3 separate regions of the Anas platyrhynchos genome follow, and all the other regions are linked to region 3. A link is a contact called in public Hi-C data. All regions are on one chromosome and are shown on one strand. Each heading gives the region's core, a stretch centred on a gene start, on an enhancer-like site or on the middle of the called end of the contact. The rest is flanking DNA. Distances are from core to core; before and after follow the strand shown. Region 1 overlaps LOC101798301. Region 2 has its middle 11 kb from the start of TRNAT-CGU. Region 3 overlaps LOC101798301.

Region 1 (3,578 bases), core at 442-2,941, 99 kb after region 3:
AAGAGGTGATTTGGAAACTTTCTGAACAGGAATGAAAATTAAAAGCCTACACTCTTTTTTTTTTTTTTAAATGACCAACAATTATATTTTGAAAAACCCCTCAGGTTTGCAAGTCTAAACCTGCACAGGCTGAGAATGCTCTCAGGTGTAACGGCAAAACGAATGAAACAATATAGTCTTAATTAAAACTGATCAATCTGTCAAAGCCTGGAAGAGATTACAGACATGTCTGATCGGTGGCTGCTCTATAGTTGTACTTCCTAATCTGACAAAACAAAATGTAAGCTATACAGGTTTTCTAAAGATAGGTCTTTTCCTTGTATTTTAGCATTGTCTGGCTACTTTCTCTCTTTTCTATCACTATACTTCTGGATAATCAGAAGCCAAAATAAAGCTTTTCCTTGCAACAGTCTGGGGAGGACAAGTGCTAGGCCTGCTTGAACAAAAACTGGGGAAGCCCTGGGAGTCCATTAAAAACTTGATTGAAACTGTCAGGCTGATGGCACAGTAGCAGCTAACCTGCACAGTAAGAGGGCACAGATGCACTGCAGGCAATTTGGTGTTTTTATTTATTTAAACCACATGATGTTTCCAACCCTCAGAACGTGTTCAGGCAGCAGATTGAAGTGTGCCAGAAAATTGAACCTTAAGACACACTGCTATTGGTGAATAAGCTCTTTCAGAAATACGCCCTGGATGGACCTAAAAATGTACTTGCAAAGATGCATATGGGAATCATTTTGTTTTCACAAATAACTGTCTTGACTGCATGTTGCAGAACTGTGAGGGCTTTCAGCTATTTTCAAAACTGCCTGTAGGATTTAAATAGCAAGTTCCCTATTTATTACCGTGAAGAAGAGGATATGGACACTGATGACTGACAAATTCACATTTTAATCCCTTTCTTCTCTGAGTACGCAATTACATCGAATATTCTTACATCACCTCAAGAACACACAGACAATAAAGGCTCTTACATGGTAGATGGACCTAGAAGTATCAGACTCAAAAGAAACTTCCTCCACTCAGCTCCTGATTACCCTCAGGAAGGTTGGTACAATGACCACCTGCAGATTTCATCCAAAATAAACGTTTTTATATAAGAAATACTAGACGTTACGTACGCATCCAAGCTGTAATAAAACTTGCAGTTGATATTACCTCACCATTTGTTTTTCAACTTCACTTGAGGAAGCCTTTGGGCACTTCTGACACAAGGACAGGAGAACCCCACAAACAGGTGATGAATCTGGCCATAAGCAGTGCACTGGAGACCTACATCCTCCTCCTCTGTGTCTGAAGCAGGCTGAAAGGAATCCTCATGCACCTCTCCAGCCTAACCCACAACGGACAGAGCCATGAGGAAGGGGGTAGGGAATTGTGTCACCAGGAACGTCACGTCTTGGCCAGATGTGCACACTCAAAAACTTACTGAAAGCTTTTATGTATCCTGATAGATTGTTTTCCTGAAGGAGAAAGCTTTGCAGCTGTAAAGCAAATAAACTTAATTTAGCAAATACTCTCCCTCCAACGCTTATTTACAGACACTAATGCACATCTTAAAAATTGTTTTAAACCATAAGCAGAAACTCCAAAATGGGTAAACAAAAAAAGGTTTGATAACATGCAGAAAAGGCATGTCCACAGCAAGAAATCCGTCTTTGCATAACAACCCTAGAGGACACGATAAGATATGCTCAAGTGCATACCCTTTTCTTCTCAGTATAGGACAACCCCCAACAGAAGTAAGCTGTGTAAGCAGCACTCAATCTTTGGCCTCTGCTGGGCAGATGTGCTGTTGGGGCAGGACAGATGCCAAGATGACAGAGCAAAACACTTTGGGTTTATTTCCTTTGCTTCACATGGTGCTGTTTTTATAACCTCACTAATATTGTTATTTGTTGAGCTCGGGGAGGAAAGCTGCATAGGAATTGTCAAACAGGATCTCACCAGAGGGCTTACGTCCATCCCTTCGTAGTAGAAATAACAGGCTATACTTTCCGACAGATGTGCTAATATTCTGCAGGAATTGGTCACAACATTGACTGTGCCAGCACCTGCAGCTTCAGAGGAAATGAGCCCTAACGGAATAATAACGGCGTATCTGGCCATAAAAGCCATTCCTTCCAAACTTTTCATATGCTAGTCAAGGTGTACTTTACAGCAGAAATGTTTGGAAGCGAGAGACTAATTTGAAGACCAAGTGGGCATAAGCCACTCATATAAACCCAAACGCACACAAACACAACCATGTTCTCTCAGTATCACACATGAGACCCCCAGTGGTATCTGTTTGAGGTTTATCCACAGTCAGCGAGCCGCCCTGAGCTGTACTTGTCTTCCCAGCCAAAGGATGGTCACCCCTGCCCTACGGTATAGACCTGAAGAATAAAATTTAATGAGATTTAATTCAAAGGTGTCATCGTATAAAAGTGTGTGCTTGGGGAACAGCTATATTTCTGGCTTTTCTGATTCCTCATAGCAACAATTCCACCAACTAATTCATGCAAATAAAAAGCACTTTTTGAAGTACTATTTCATTATTTACTGAAAGAAGGGAGGAAAAAAAAAGTCTTTGAAGTGAAAGGCACTGCCATCCTGGAGCTAGGGAAGCTTTGGTAACTATAGCAACATTATAATTTCCATTATAAATTTTAATAGATAGTTAATTTGGCAAATCACATGCTGGAATTCAAGCCATTTTTTCCAGCGAACCCGGACTTTTCAATACATGAAGCTATTCATGTTTACAAGCAGTTGCCTCTAAAACGCTCTACAACACAGCTGCCTTCCAAACATAATTTTTATATCAGCCTTGACAAAGAAAGTTTGATAAGTGGATTCTACTTCTGCTATTATTGCCCTTGACAATGTTTTTTTCCTTCTGAAACCAAGTGAAGTGTTTGCAAATGCTCTTTTTTTTTTTTTTTTTTTCCTTTTTTTCGGAAGACAGAACAGGCAACGTTCAGTGGGGACTAACTCATATACTGTTAAAGTAGTTCAAATACTTTGTCTTCCAAATCCTGATCAATATCCAAGTTATTTTAAAAGTACATAGCTGTATGGATAGGAGATTAATGAACAAAGTTGGCTATGAGCTATGACAGAATGCTTTATCAGGGTGAAATTCACCTACAAAAGACTTTCTGAAATTCACTGAAGAAGGTAAGACTGCTAAGCAAGAAGAAGCATGCTGTTTATTACTAGTGAATTTGATGAGGCATTCAGGCATGGAGACTTCCTCTATCACTGCAAAATAAGCTGCATTCCTCCCTTGTATACTACACACTGTAAAAAGCTTGAAAACAAGCAACTATCTCAAAAATCCAGATTTTTCTTAAGATAATTAAGATGAATCTTAAACATGATAGACTCTCCACCCATTCCAACCCTTTCTACCTATCCAACCCATCCCAATCATCCAATCTATTTGCTTGGTAGCCCAACACTACTCAGCCAGGAGGGTCACTACATGGCACAGCTTACTGCAACCACCAAGGCTGCTGCTTCCCAGTGAATTTCAGCTCCATATTCATTCTTCATGCAGAAAATTTCATGTTCCCCTAGCACAACATTAT
Region 2 (3,819 bases), core at 249-2,748, 72 kb before region 3:
AAACAACATGTTCCTTGGCTCTAAAAATTCATCAGGCTTCCAGCCAAGGAACACTTTCTTCTGTGTGGAGGATGACTTTGCAGTGTCGATTGAGAGGAGCAGTTACATGACAGATCAGTTCAAGTTCTCCCTGTCCCGTTCTGTCCACACAAGCCACTGGTCATTTGCCATGACCATAACGATGCTGGTACCATGAAGTTCTGAGCACGTAAAGGCTCCTAGTGCAACCTACATGCACGTAGGTGTCACAGGTTGCTTCTGTATGGACACAGGGATAAATCCAATATAGACACAAGGGATGTACTTTTGTGTTCTGCTGAACCCAAATATTGCAAAGATGAGTGCTCTGGATACTGGCTTTGATTTTTGTTACCTTTAGCTCCTGAAGCCCCGTTTGGAGCTTCTTGCTCAGCTGAGGTTTTCCTACCAGGTGCAGAAGGCATGATGGTAGCGTTCCCATGCGTTGGTAATCCCAATTTATTTTGTGAGCTCCTTTTAGCCAGCATCTTTTGTGGGACTGCTGCTCAACTTGATGGAGCTGCGTTCCTGCTGTGATTTTCAGTCAACATCACCTTGATAACCGGCATGTAACAGAAACAATGACTGATGTCCTCTGTCTCTGTAGGATAAAACCTTCCAGGCCATCCCCTACATTTCCTGTGGCTCCAGCATGCTGCCTCTCGCTGGACTGGTCACCCCTTTGCTGTCACAGCACAGTAAGCTGCCTGTGGGCATCATCAAGGGAAGCGGAGCTCTTTGTGGTATGTGCCTGTTTTGTCCCCTTTCCCTCATACTTTGTCATTGGGAGGATCTGGAGCAGAGATTAAAGGGAGGTGCAGTAACTGGCCAGTCCCACACAACCTGGGGGCAGAGCCCACACATGCCAGGTGCATATCCACAGCATGTAGAGGTATCATTGCAGGAAACCTCAAAGCTCAGAAACACAAAGCAGGTGAGGATGTGCAGAGGGACACTGTAAGATCAGCAAGCTGGAAGACAGAAAATTATCTTTTTTTTCATGGCATTTCAGCCATCCCTTCTGACTTGACCTTACGTTACAGAAGGCCTGTGATGTTTCCTTAAAGGCCTTTTTTAACTGTCTGCGTGTGTAAGTGAATGTGTCCTTACTAAAGCCTTACATCTCCAGCCGTGAGAGCAGCACTTGGTGCGCAGGTTGCCCTGCTAAGGCAGGTACGTTCACCCAGCCCTTCCAGAGATGTAGGTAAAAAGCTCCGGGACCCCCAGGAGGCCAGGCAGAGGGTGGCCCTGCCACGGCTGCGCCAGCCGCCGCTCAAGGAGGCAGGAGGAGGCCGAGCGAGCTCAGGACACGCGTGGGGAGCTGCGGCGCGGGGCTACCGCTGCGGGGGTCGGGGCCGCACGGGGGGCTCGAGGCGAGGCCGGGGGGCTCCTGCCGGCGGCCCGGGCTCGGGGGAAGGAAGAAGGGCGGCGGCGGCGGCCCCGGGCGGCCGGCAGGGGGCTCCCTCCGCCCTCGGTGGGCCGCGGGGCGCGCAGGTCGGCGCGGCGCAATGCCCCGGCGGAGGCGCCGCCGGGAGGAGCGCGGGGTGGGCGGCGGCGGCGGCGGCGGCGGGCACCGGCGGGACGGCGGCGGGCATCGGCGGCCGCCTCCCTCCTCGTGCACGGGGCTCGGCGGAGCTCCGGGGAGGGCGAAGGGGTGGAGAGGGCAGCCCGGGCGAGCCTCCCAAATTCGCCCGGCCGGCTGGCGGCGGGAGCTGCCCGGCGCAGGGGTGGGGACCGGCCGCTTCCTTAAACGTGCGCGGCGGGGGCCGGCGGGGCCCGCACCGCCCCCGGGAGCCGGCCCTGAGCCTCCCCGAGCCTCCCGGGCCGCGGCCGCAACACGTGGAGCAAACTTTCGAGGGACGGGCACCGGGCTGCAGCCGGCCACCGAGCACCGCCGCGCCGGGACCGCGCCGCACGGAGCAGCTCACCTCTTGCTGGTTTGAGGGGTTTGGGGTGCTGGGTTTTAATTGCTGCTTTTGGGGGTGTTTTTTTCTTTCTTTTTTTTTTTTTTTTTTTCCCTTTTCCCCTACTTCTCTTCTGCTGCTTCTTGGGTTGGGACTTCTAAAGCACGCCGGGGCGAACGCAGCGCTTGAAAAGCCGAGAGCAATGTTGCAACGTCCCTTGTGGCAACGAATTTCTGATTTTTTTCTTTCGCCTTTTGCGAGGGCAAAGAGGAAGGGTGGAAAAGATCTCACCGTGCTCGGTACCAGCTTAAATACCCGCCTGCGAGCAGCCGGCGAGGCAGGAGAGGGGGCACCGCGGCCGCCCGCCGCCTCTCCCCGCTTCTCGTAGTTGAGCCCGAGCCGTGCCGGGGCCCCGCGGCTTTGGGGGCGGACGGGGACCAAGGGGGTCCCCCCGAGCCCCTCTCCCGAGCCCCCCTGGGCGCTCAGAGCAGGTACCGCGGCTCGGGCTCCTGCCGTGCCGAGTCACGGTGCGCTGCGGGGCCCGGCCCGGGGGCTGCGGGGCCCGGCCCGAGGTGCGGCAGGCACCGGGCTGCCGGCGGCTCCGGTTCTTTCTCGGGGCCGGGCACCCCCGGCCGACACGACCCGGCCCGGCCCGGCCCGGGGAGGGGGCGGCTGCTGCTGCCGGGGGTGGCCCCGCTCCGGCCGGGGCCGGGGCTCCGCGCTTGCGGCAGGCAGCGGCCGGAGCGAGGAGTTGAATGAAAACACTAGCGGTGCTAATAAAAATAAATCACAGCCTGCGCCTGATCGGGCGAGCTGAGGGCTGGGTCTTTGCGGGCGAGATGAGAGGTTCGTGGCTTCAACTGGCCTACAAAGTCCCAGTTCTCGGCTCCCAGGACCTGCCGGGCTCGCAGCGGGCGAAGACGGAGCGCGGCGGGGCCGCTGCCCGGGGCCGCGGGGAGCGGCCGGAGGCGGCCAGCCGTAAGTGCCTTCCTTCCCTTCCCTTCCCTTCCCGGAGGGGCCTCGAACGAGCGGGGCCGTCGGAGATGCCGCGGCCGCCCCCCCGCAGTGCCCGAGCCCTGCCTTAGCAGGCAGCGAGCGCCCGGATTTCGCTCCTGCGAGGCCATGTGCATCCTTCCCTGCCGCTTTCACTTTCAGAAAACACATCTGTTTTCTTTTTTCTGCCCTCTCCCCTTTCCTCTTTTTTTTTTTTTTTGTTTTGTTTTGTTAATAAATCTGGTCACATACACACCAAACGGCCTGGCTCCCAGTCCTTCTCTTCTTCCTTCGATGCTCTTACCCCTCACCCTCCTGAGGTTCCCTATTACTTGTCTTTGGTCCGGCACACTGCCCTCCTGTAGGCATTGGTTTGTGCTCCTTCTTTGGGCACGATATAGATACAACGCTGTCTGCGGATATTACTGTTTGCTTATGTAGCATCGTATTTTTAACTTCTGCGCCCTTCGGTGTTATGTTACATTGCATTTTAAGTTCTTAGAATTATTTTGAGGCTCCCCATAATTTTTTATTTGTGTAGAGATGATTTTCTTTCTCTCTTGTCAAGTCGAGAACAATGATCTAGAATAAGGAGAAAGCCATGAGAATATTGTTGCTACTTGACCTGAGTTTCCCGAATGGAAAATGAAGTGGCTTAAAAAGCAGAGGAAGATTGTAGAACCGAATTGCTTCTTTGCTGTAGTGTTGCAGAATTCTATGTTCTGTGTGTGTACACAGACACCGGCACACTCCACATAACTTTTACAGTCAAACCTCATGAGATTTTTGCAAACAAAACCTGTTTTCAATGCTTTGTTCTATAGACTTTGCCCATAAAAATATTCACTTTGTGTTTCACGGTTTGCAAGAATTTGCAAATGGTATTACAGACCTGTGCTTAAGT
Region 3 (3,593 bases), core at 86-2,585:
TAATATGGGATTTCATGCTCTGTTCCTTCATTGGACAACCACAAATTGCACTCATCTGCCATCAGAGCAGACCACTGACCATAGGCTCAGAAAAATGCTTTCACAGAGATCCCAATGAGAGCCTCTCCCTCATCCTGCCATTACTCGGTAATCAGCGTGACCCAGTTGGGACTGAGAGGGCCAAGGACTTGCAAAAGACATAAGCACATGCTTAAGACTGAGCACAAGAACAGTTCTAGTGAAGTGAAGCACATTTATGGGTGATTTCACAGAGTTGGGCTGAACTCTGCAACTGCTAGGCATTTCTGCTGATTGCATCTGCATCAATAAAAGGATTGTTTCGCTAACAACTATCAGCTGGGTGTTACATGGAAGGGAAAGGTGAAGAGATGAGAAATCAAGAAGGAAAGTTGGTTGCTGAGGGAAAATCAGGGACTGAAGAAAGACTTCTTGGCTCTTCAAACAATTACAAAACTTCCCCAGCTCCCTGAAGGGAGAGCTCAAGTGAGCTGCCTGTCATAGTTGTGACTGTAGTGTTCACAAAGGTCAGCCTGGCCACAGGAAAACACAGGCACAGCCAAATGCCAGGCATTTGTTTGGCTTTAAGAGTCACTTACTGCTTTAAAAACTGCAAATGACATGCAGCACGAAGCAGGAGCACACCAGGACTTGTGCAGGGAGCACATGTGAAGCTGCCTGCATGCATGGGTCAGGGCTCCTGACCTCACCCATTGCCTGACCCGGCCCTTGGAAAAGTCACCAAAGTCTCAGTGCCTTCAGAGAGGTTAATCAGTGGTGGAGGATGGGACAAGCCAAGTTCCTCATCTGGGAGGTGGCACTGGGACCTCACGAGCAGGGCCAGCACTCGCAGGATTTGTTGGTTATTCCTGGTCTGCTGGACAACTGCAGATAAAAGCTTAACTCCTCGGTCTCCCCCTGTGTAAAATGGGGTTAATGGTACTGACCTTTTGTGAAGCACAACTGGACAGAGATATTCCCGTATTTCAGAAGGGAGGTAACAGAAGTCTGCCTGATGTATATTTACACACTTTATGGCCTGAATGGCTTTCTGTACGTGAGCTGTGTGGTATCATGGGGCTGCTGTCTCCCCTGGGCTCTGCAGAGCACCGCTGCAGCACAAATCAGCAGTTAAATGAATGCACACCGTGCGTCAGGATCTGAACTATTGCATTCGGTCAGTTATTGGAAGGGTAACCAGACTGCAACAGAAATTTCTTCTTCTCCGAGGGCAGGCAGCCAAAAGACCAGCGTTTACCAAACAATGTGCAGACCGAGCATCCCAAGCATTCCTCATGGGAAGCGTCAGCCTCTGCTCCAGCCCGTGTGTGACGGGGAGCGCGGGGGGCAGGCCAGGGCGGCCCCACGCCACCACCCCGAGCCACGGGGAGCACACTTGGATCGCTGAGCCCAGAACCAGGCCCTTATGTCCCGTAAGGGCACCCAGGGCGTCTGCAGGCAGATGGGTGCTCTGAGCACTGCCCCTCTCCGCATGGTTTTTCAAAAGTTTTTCTGTTATATTTTTTAAATCTTCACTAACCGCTGTGACCCCTCAGCCCTTCTGTCCCCTCATCATTTTTACATACCTGAGGTCAGGTCCTGCGAGCACACACAGCCTGCCCTGGAAGCCCAATCGCAGGACTGAGGCGTTGGGCCCAGCGACGCGCTGAGGGGACGCCCGCAGCGGGGCGATGGCGGCGGCCCTGCCTGCCTCAGCCGGGCCCGAAAGCTCCAGCCCCGACCCCGTGCGAGCCCCGAGGTTAAAACAACCGGGCTGGAGGCGAGGGGCTCTGCAGAAAGGCCTCGGGCTGCGCCCTCGCTGGGTGCGGGGAGCCCCCGCAGCGCGGGGCCGGGCCGGGCCGCCAGGGGGAGCGCGGCGGCCGCCCCGCGGGGCCAGCCCGGGCCGGGGCCCGCAGCCCTCGGAGGGACCGAACCGGCCGGGCCCCGCGGCGGGTGGGGACGGGCACGGATCCACAGGTGTGTGTCTGTGTGTATTTGTATGTATTAGTGTGTGTCTGTGTGTATTTGTGCAGAGGAGTGTGTGCACACACGCGCTAACGCAGCTACCTACAATCTGCCCTTTTTTCCCCCTGAGGGCATTTTATTGTTTTGTTAATTCCCAGCGTATAATCTGTTTTGCATTAAGTGGGATGTTAAGCATCTAATTGTCAAGTGCTGATAAGCCATGGGAAATTTTATGACAAGATAGGCATCAGCTGAATGGAGATAAAACACGTCAGATGGCAAGGTGAGATTTCCAGGTGAGATCAGGCTGCCTACTTGCGAATACCAGAACTGAAGGCATGCCAGGCTGATCTGCAGAAATGCTACAGGTGGAAATGGACAAATTGAGGAGTTACAGATCAAAATCTGCTACCACCAACTGCTCCGCATTCCCAGCTGTGCGTGGCATTGATGGTGCACCTGGACTGATGGCATCTGTGGGGAAAGGCCACAAGCTTCAGCATTTGATGTAAAACCTGTCATTTACACCTACAAGTACCACAGCACCTATAAATACTGTCAAGCACCCATAAGTATCACAGCATGGACTCTAAACATGTTTTTCTGCCCTCTTTTATCTCTTTAAATCAGGCAGAATTTGCAGCATGGCCCCAGCCTGATGGCTGCAGTCTCAGAGCCAGTACCGGGCCGTCCAGCCCTGCTGTGTGTAGTTCATGCCCTTGTAGATGAACATCAGACACGTTTGCATTTCAAACTGACCTTATTGTCAGCCCAAGTAATTGCTTGATTATATGAACAGCAGCGTTACCTTGTGCTTCTTCCTGTATGTGTCACACCATTTCTTAATGTAGGCAGTGCAGTCTCTGAGTAGAGACCCTTATTCCATCTGCTGCAGGGCCCCCGAGGCTGCGTGACTCTCAGTGTGCACCATACATCTAGTATCAACATCCTATATGAGGGTGTTACAGGCTATCCTGTTTCCCGGTCCATTGGTTTTTCGATTAAAAGTCATCACTTGTCAGTAAACTGTTGTCTGGAGCAGCACAAACAGAAGGGGAGGAAAATGTGTCCACTCTGCGCCGGCTCTTCAATAACAGCTCCTCCATCAGGCTCAGCATTGCGTCAGCCGGGTCCTGCTTATCTCTGTGACCTCCTGATACATGCTGCTCTCTGTCATGATTTTGGAATGGCAGAAGTAGATGCAGAGATTGGTTTTTGTGATGCAAACAGACTTTGAGCCTTCTAACCTCAAGTACTATTTGTTTTGCTTGGCACTTCCTCTACAAGCGAACAAGAACGGGGCTGGCTCTCCGGAGCAGAGCTGTGGTTAGCTGCTTCCGACCAGAGCCTGGAAGTGACAGCACGCCTGCCTCTAGCCTGTCCCGCAGATCTCTGATGGTCCTGGCTGGGGAAGCTGCACAGGTAAAGGAACTTACACATGCTCTGAACTTCGTGAGCATACTGGGAGCTAGAGAAGAGGAGAAAAACACTCCTCTGGCAGAGGCCTCTGGCACTGGAAGAGTCAGGGTCTTTAATTCCTTAAACCAAACTTTAGACATCACCCTGCACTGTTGCTCACCCTGTGCTATCACGTAACCCTAGCCAAAATG

The links. A called contact is a pair of places that touch in the nucleus more often than the background predicts.
Region 1: a Hi-C map of subcutaneous adipose tissue shows a contact between it and region 3, with 2.2 times the contacts expected there. The contact joins two enhancer-like sites. A contact is called at or near these places in 3 of 8 Hi-C or Micro-C datasets (liver, skeletal muscle and subcutaneous adipose tissue).
Region 2: a contact with region 3 is called in a Hi-C map of subcutaneous adipose tissue, with 2.9 times the contacts expected there. The contact joins two enhancer-like sites. A contact is called at or near these places in 2 of 8 Hi-C or Micro-C datasets (skeletal muscle and subcutaneous adipose tissue).

The regions. Positions count from the first base shown.
Region 1 is chr19:6,264,525-6,268,102 of IASCAAS_PekinDuck_T2T, forward strand. All of the region lies in intron 3 of LOC101798301, which reads right to left. Among named protein-coding and RNA genes, the nearest start is that of UTP6, 28 kb to the right of the region's middle. Within about 2 kb of position 1,692, at least 1 of the 8 cell types and tissues checked has an H3K27ac peak or open chromatin away from gene starts, as enhancers often do.
Region 2 is chr19:6,094,218-6,098,036 of IASCAAS_PekinDuck_T2T, forward strand. No RefSeq gene overlaps it. Among named protein-coding and RNA genes, the nearest start is that of TRNAT-CGU, 11 kb to the left of the region's middle. Within about 2 kb of position 1,499, at least 3 of the 8 cell types and tissues checked have an H3K27ac peak or open chromatin away from gene starts, as enhancers often do. A contact at or near this core is called in subcutaneous adipose tissue, where this site is marked.
Region 3 is chr19:6,166,001-6,169,593 of IASCAAS_PekinDuck_T2T, forward strand. All of the region lies in intron 5 of LOC101798301, which reads right to left. Among named protein-coding and RNA genes, the nearest start is that of TRNAT-CGU, 82 kb to the left of the region's middle. Within about 2 kb of position 1,336, at least 5 of the 8 cell types and tissues checked have an H3K27ac peak or open chromatin away from gene starts, as enhancers often do. A contact at or near this core is called in subcutaneous adipose tissue, where this site is marked.